Linked DNA regions of Hordeum vulgare: region 1 is linked to region 2. The links are chromatin contacts, called in public Hi-C maps. All regions are on one chromosome and are shown on one strand. The core of a region is the stretch at or near the end of the contact, and the rest is flanking DNA. Distances in the headings are between cores, read along the strand shown. Region 1 has its middle 180 kb from the start of LOC123441942. Region 2 holds the start of LOC123440334 (serine/arginine repetitive matrix protein 1-like).

Region 1 (3,214 bases), core at 414-2,913, 250 kb before region 2:
GACAGCAACAAGCCCGCGACACCCTCTTCTCTTCCCTTTCTCCCCCTTCCGTCCCGGTTCCATGGGCTACGACGCCCTCTTACGCTCTGTTCTCGCCTCGGGTCGCCACCGTCAGTGGTCGACTCCCACTACCACGGTCCTTTCCCGTCTTTCCTGAGCTTGGATTCAAGCCCCTGGCGAGCCCTCCTCCGTTCCCCTCTCTTTTCCCTCCTTTTTCGTTGCCATAGCCGTCGTGCCCGAGCAAACCGTCACCGGTTGGCCATGGCCATCATGGCCACAAGCTCGAAGAGCTCGAGCTCGGTTCGACCCCATCCTCCGCACACCTTCCCTGGCTGCACGAGTGTGCGCCCACACGCCCTTGCACCGCGCCCATGTGCCCACGGCCGGTCGTCCACGTGCTCCGTCGCCGGCCGGTTGGGGAAACGAAGGAGAGGTGAGAGCTCGGCCTAGGTCGGTTGGAGAAACGGAGGGGAGCACGGGAGGGCTGGACCGCACCAAATTCGTCGAGCTACGCGTGTTGCACCTCCTCTCTATCGACCCAGGACAACTTCCCCCACGCTCCAAATCTTGTTCTTCTCCGGCTAGAGGAGGAGCACGGGAGAGGGAGAAGAGGAGTAGGAGGCTGGAACGGCGGTGGGCTCGCTGGCGGTCGCCAGCGGCGACCAGCCAGAGGCCATGATGGCGCGGCACAAGGCAGCGGCGGCCATGGGGTGGGGCGTGGGGGAGGCAATGCCGTGGCGGCCATTTAAGTGATATTTTTTTTTTGAAAAGTGAGTTAGATGACGTGGCGGCTGATTTAACGCTGACTAGGCTTACCATATGAGGAATTCAACGATGCAGAACTTGGTCAACTCATACCATGTCAGCAAAATACGTTGGATAAGATAGCGGTGACCTGACACGTTTCACTAAGTGTATTTCGACCTTTTTAAATGCAGTGATAAAATTGAACTTTAGATCAGTTTCAGATACCGTAGATGTAATTTTCTCGGCGGATGGACCAAAGGGTTTGCCTGTCGTGCCCGTGAAAGCACACGCGTGCCCTCATCCTCCGCTGTAGCGCGATGCCGCAGCGATTCGCCCTCGGAGCCGTCGGGACGGACTTTTGCCGGCAAGAAACTGAAATGCATGCGAGCGAAGCGTACCATTTTATTGCCGCGCTCTGCACCTGCAACTTGAGAGTTATCCACCGCCCACTGAAGCAACATGGTACGGTTTACGATCAATGGATGGCCTAACAGTACGGCAAAGGTTGTCCAAGCAGAAGCAGATTGATGCAACTGCTAGCAGCACACTGCGGAACTGCACGGAGACTCTTCACAAACGTACTCGTGCTACTCCCTCCATTCATAAATATAATTTTTTAATCGATTTCACTAAGGGTCTACATACAGAGCAAAATAATTGAATTTATACTCTAAATTATGTCTATATACATCCGTATGTAGTCCACTAGTAAAATCTCTACAAAGACTTATACTCCCTCTGTTCCAAAATAACTGTCTCAACTTTGTACTAGTTTTAATATAAAGTTATATTAAAATTAAGATACTTATTTTGAAATGGAGGGAGTATTTACGAACCGAGGCAGTACTATACAACTCATGGCCGGTGGCCAGAGCGCGCGGATACGCTGCATCATGTCGACGTAAAAGTAGCACTTACATGAAAGCTCCGCTGTGCATGAGCTCGCGCAGGAACTGGCCGATGCAACAGTACGACATGGAATACGGGGGTCTGGGATTCGATTCTCACTGTACGCCACAGTATATCGCGTGCTTGCGCGAGCACGACGCGTCTATTAATAGCGTAGGCGCGTGGGCGTATGCGTAGCTGCAGCCTGCACACTTTAGCGTGTTGCGTCATTGCGAGCCAGCGACTACGACGGAGCAAGGCGACCTGACGTGCATTTGTTTGCTCGAAATTACTATGCACGCGGCAGAATCTTATCCGGTTTTTGTACGAAATAAACAACGAATCTCATCCGATTTGTTTGCGTGTGTGAACACATCGTAGCATCCTAGGAATGGGGGCAATATGGTCACGTCCAGTCCTCCCGTGTTTCCCCGTCAACTGCACATACTTCCACGGTCTTGAGTGGTCAGCAGGGAGGAGAGGAGACCGGGCGTCCACGTGCACCTCGGGCCCGGTGGTGAAAATGCGTTGAGTCGTAATATAACTAAAAAACATCTCATATTTCGGGCTGAAGATAATTGTATTACGTTTCAAAATATTTGGAAGTCAAATTATGCAGAACGTATAATTTAACAATTTGGACATATCCCGGTGCAGTTTATAAGCCAATGAACCATACCCGTCTCATCAAGATAACCCTTCGGTCCCACGAGCACGTGCCAACCTTCCCTTACCTATTTCCTTTTTATTATTTATAAAGTTTAAATCTAAAATCTCATTAATCAAGGTACATTATAAGTGGATCACACGAATTTTGTGGATACAATTCTCCAATGAAACATTTTCCACTTATTCAACTTTTGAGATAATAAATGCAACATCCTTTTCTTTTATTGGGCTAGCACGATGCATGAAGAATGAGATGCATGCACGATCATTAATTCTCTCATTTTTATTAAATATGACATGAGACTCAAAGCTTTTTAATTCATTTGAACTCAAAGTGAGCCTACTAGTATAACGAAAACCTAATCTTTTTAAGATTGAGCCCTATAAACCGAAAATGAGAGAAGAATATTAATTTTATCTCGAAATTACTCAGTGATTTTAGTTGGTCTGTTCAAAGTGTGGAAAGTGCTTAGAACATCACCCATCGGTCTCACCAAGTTGTTTCATTCGGACTCACCAAAATACCTAAAGTTCAGAACTTTTGTACTAGTCGGTCTCGCCGAGTGGTTTTACCCGGTTTCATCGAGTAGTGCATAAACTTGTGTAACGACTAGAATTTAGGAGCCACCTATATATACCCCTGCTCACTCTACCTGCTCACACAAAACAACCATGATGAAGCTACCATTTATTATATCTATTTTATAAGAGAGAACCACCTACACTTACAAAGATCAAGGGGATTCCACTTCAACCTCCAATCCTTGATTTCTAGTCTCTCCAATTGCTTTTCACTCCAATCTTTTCTCCTACCACATAGCTCAATATGTGAGAGAGTGATTGAGTGTTGATGAGACTATCTTTTGAAGCACAAAAGCAATGAGTTCATCATTAACAATAACATCTATTA
Region 2 (3,340 bases), core at 600-3,099:
CTTGAGGGAAAAGAGAGAGGGGATCTAGATCCACATTTCTACCATCACTTTCTCCTCTATGTGAGGGGAACCCCTTGGATCTAGATCTTAGAGTTCTTTGTGAGCTCCTTGTTCTTCATGGATGCTTTGGCGTCCTAGAAGCTTGGTGGTGCCTCGAAGCTCAATCATTGTGGTGTAAAGCTCTCGGCAAGCGTCGGGGTCTCAAATTAAGTTGTGGAGAATGCCCTGAGCATTTGAGGTCAACTCGAAGCCATATGCCATTGTGGGTAAGCTTCGTGGTGTCGTTGGGAGCCTCCAATTAAGCTGTGGAGTTTTCCCCAACCTTGTTTGTACGGGTTCGGTGACCATCCTCAAGGATCCCTTAGTGGAATCACGGCATCTTGCATTGTGCGAGGGCGTGAGGAGATTACGTTCGCTTTAGTGGCATCTTGGGGAGCATTGTGCCTCCACACCGCTCCAAACGAGGTTAGCATCCGCAAGGGTGTGAACTTCGGGATACATCTTCCCTCCGCGTGCCTCAGTTATCTCTTACCCGAACCCTTTACTTATGCACTTTACTTTGTGATAGCCATATTATCTATTGTTATATATCTTGCTATCACTTAGTTGTTTATCTTGCTTAGCATAAGTTGCTGGTGCACATAGGTGAGCCTAGTTGTTTTAGGTTTTGCGCTTGATAAATTAAACGTAAGTTTTATTCCGCATTTGTTCAAGCCTAAACCGTAATTATTTTAAAGTGTCTATTCACCCCCCCCCCCTCTAGGAGACATCCACGTCCTTTCAGATGTGTACCTTACTAGCTCTAGTAGTAGTGTGTGGGTATTTGATACCGGTTCGGTTGCTCATATTTGTAACTCGAAACAGGAACTATGGAATAAACGGAGGCACGCAAAGGACAAAGATGGTGCGCTTCAGAAATGGTTCCAAGGTTGATGTGATCGTCGTCGGCACACTCGCTCTTCGATTACCATCAGGATTATTTATGAACCTAAATAATTGTTGTTTGGTGTCTGCGTTGAGCATGAACATCATATGTGGGTCTTGTTTAATTCGAGACGCTTACTCATTTAAATCAGAGAATAATGGTTGTTCTATCTATATGAGTAATATCTTTTATGGTCATGCATCCAATGTGAATCGTTTATTCTTGTTGAATCTCGATTGTGATACACATGTTTATAACATTGATGTCAAAAGATGTAGAGTTAGTAATGATTGTACCACTTTCTTGTGGCACTACCGCTTAGGTCATATTGTTGTAAAAAGCAGGAACAAGCTCCATGCCGATGGACTTTTGAAATTACTCGATTTTGAATCACTTGATACATGTGAGCCATGCCTCATGGGCAAGATGACCAAAAACTCTATTTTCCGATACAATGGAACGGGCAAGTGACTTGTTAAAAATCATACATACTAATGTGTGTGGGATTTTTTTCGAAAGAATTGAGTGGCAAAAAGATAAAACTTGATGAAGTTAGTGAACCATCACTTCAATTAGAGAGTATCACGACACATTAAGATGTTTGTGTGACGCCTACACCAATTAAAGAGGAAGCTAATGACGATGATTCTGAAGCTTTAGATCAAGTTACTACCGAACCTCGTAGGTCGACAAGGACGCGTATTGTTCGTGAGTGGTACGATAATTATGTCTTAAAGATAGTAATGAACCGGTGGACCTGGATTCCAACAAATGGCTAAATGCTATTCGAGATAGGATCCATGTATGAAAATAAAATATAAATTTTAAAAATATTATGTAATAATTTTAAAGCTATTTAAAACAAATAAATCTTTGAAATGAAGAAGTGAGCCGCGTGGCGATGGATGTACAAGGGCTCACGTATCATAACTACAGTTGTGGATGGTCTTAACGTGATACTGACATCGTGTGCCCTCGCGGGCATGTTTACACGTGACTTTGTGTGTAAAATAGACTTTATGTAAATAAAAATGATGTTCCACAGTATCATTTTGTACTGTATTTTGTAAGGTGTCGTAGCAATCAAGATCGGCTTTACCGATGGTAGTACTCCTATTTTATAAGCCAACAGCATCAAGTCGTAAAAGATTGCCACTTCCAGCTTCACTAACTACTCGTACGCCGTAGAGAAATTCAGCCCCCACGCCCCTCTTCCGTCCTCTCCCAAATCGAAGCAGGACCCCGCAGCGAAGGAAGCCTTTCCAAACCCAACCGCCAGCACTACACAACACCGCGGCGCTGCCACTCAACTGATTACTACTACCTCCGCGTCGATCTCCGGAGGCCGGAGACGGCCGCCCAGTGCGTCGGCGGCAGCTTGAGAGATGGGCTGCTGCTTCAGCAAGAAGCGCATGAAGCATCCAGACGGCTCCGCTGCCTTCCCTCCCCGCTACAAGCCGGAGGACCGCGACCCCCCGCCCCCGCCGTCGCCGGAGGAGGAGAAGGTCAAGGAGGTGCTCTCGGAGACGCCGAGCACCAAGGTGGCGGCCGCGCCTAAGCCCGTCGCCAATGTCGTTGCTGTGGAGGAGCAAGACGTGCTGAAGGTGGAAGTGCTGAAGGTGAAGGCTAGTGTGGATCCCGCGGTGAGCGATCTCGGGAGCTGCCTGTCGATGGCCACCGACGAGAGGTCCGAGGCGGCTTCCGAGTCGTCCGTCGCGACCAGCTCGCTGGCGGGGCCGGAGCGGTCCCCGGGGAAGCCGGCCAGGAAGCGCGCCGTCTCCGGCGAGCTGGGGCTAGCCCGGCGCGACCGCGCTGTCGCCGCCGCCTACGGCGTGCGGTCCCGCAGCTGCCGGGGTTCGCCGTCCCCTCCTCCGCGGCGGGAGCCGCGGGATCGCTCCGTGCGGAGGTCGCCGTCGCCCGCGGCGAAGCGGGCGTCGCCGGAGCAGCATCGGGCCGCGAGCCCGGTCGCGTCCCTGCAGCGGAAGCCGCCCGTCCCGAGCAGGCCGTGCAGCCGCGCGTCGCCGCGCCGGGCGCGGGAGGCCCCTCCTCCGCTGTCCCCGCCCCCGCAGCCGGAAGAGGACGCCGTCACCACGGCAGGCGAGGAAAGCGTCGCGGAGGCCAATGCCGGGGCCGACGGCCAAGGCGCCGGCGGTGGCGAGGGGAAGGAGTCGCTGGAGAACCCGCTGGTGTCCATGGAGTGCTTCATCTTCCTCTGATTTGTCCGATTTCCCGCTATCCTCCTTCGAATGCCTCTCCACTAATCCCTGTTTAGGTGTGGCTGGCGTGCTGATTAACCTGGGCTGGGCTAGCAGCAGTAAGAAAAAAGGTGTAGCGGGTTCGCGGTGATGTAACGCTGCCGCCACCTTCCCGCGAAATGCTGGTGGCCTTTGTCTTACGCGTTGGGTGGGGTGGGGT

What was found. A called contact is a pair of places that touch in the nucleus more often than the background predicts.
Region 1: a contact with region 2 is called in a Hi-C map of leaf, with 4 times the contacts expected there. The contact joins the enhancer-like site here to the promoter of LOC123440334 in region 2. A contact is called at or near these places in 1 of 6 Hi-C or Micro-C datasets (leaf) and 1 of 1 datasets of contacts at active chromatin or transcription factors (embryo).

The regions. Positions count from the first base shown.
Region 1 is chr3H:510,133,225-510,136,438 of MorexV3_pseudomolecules_assembly, reverse strand. No RefSeq gene overlaps it. Among protein-coding and RNA genes, the nearest start is that of LOC123441942, 180 kb to the right of the region's middle. Within about 2 kb of position 1,663, at least 3 of the 3 cell types and tissues checked have open chromatin away from gene starts, as enhancers often do. A contact at or near this core is called in leaf, where this site is marked.
Region 2 is chr3H:509,885,874-509,889,213 of MorexV3_pseudomolecules_assembly, reverse strand. It overlaps LOC123440334 (serine/arginine repetitive matrix protein 1-like), which reads left to right and starts at 1,849. Exons shown (of 1, transcript XM_045116906.1): 1 at 1,849-3,340. The coding sequence starts at 2,311. The coding sequence ends at 3,141.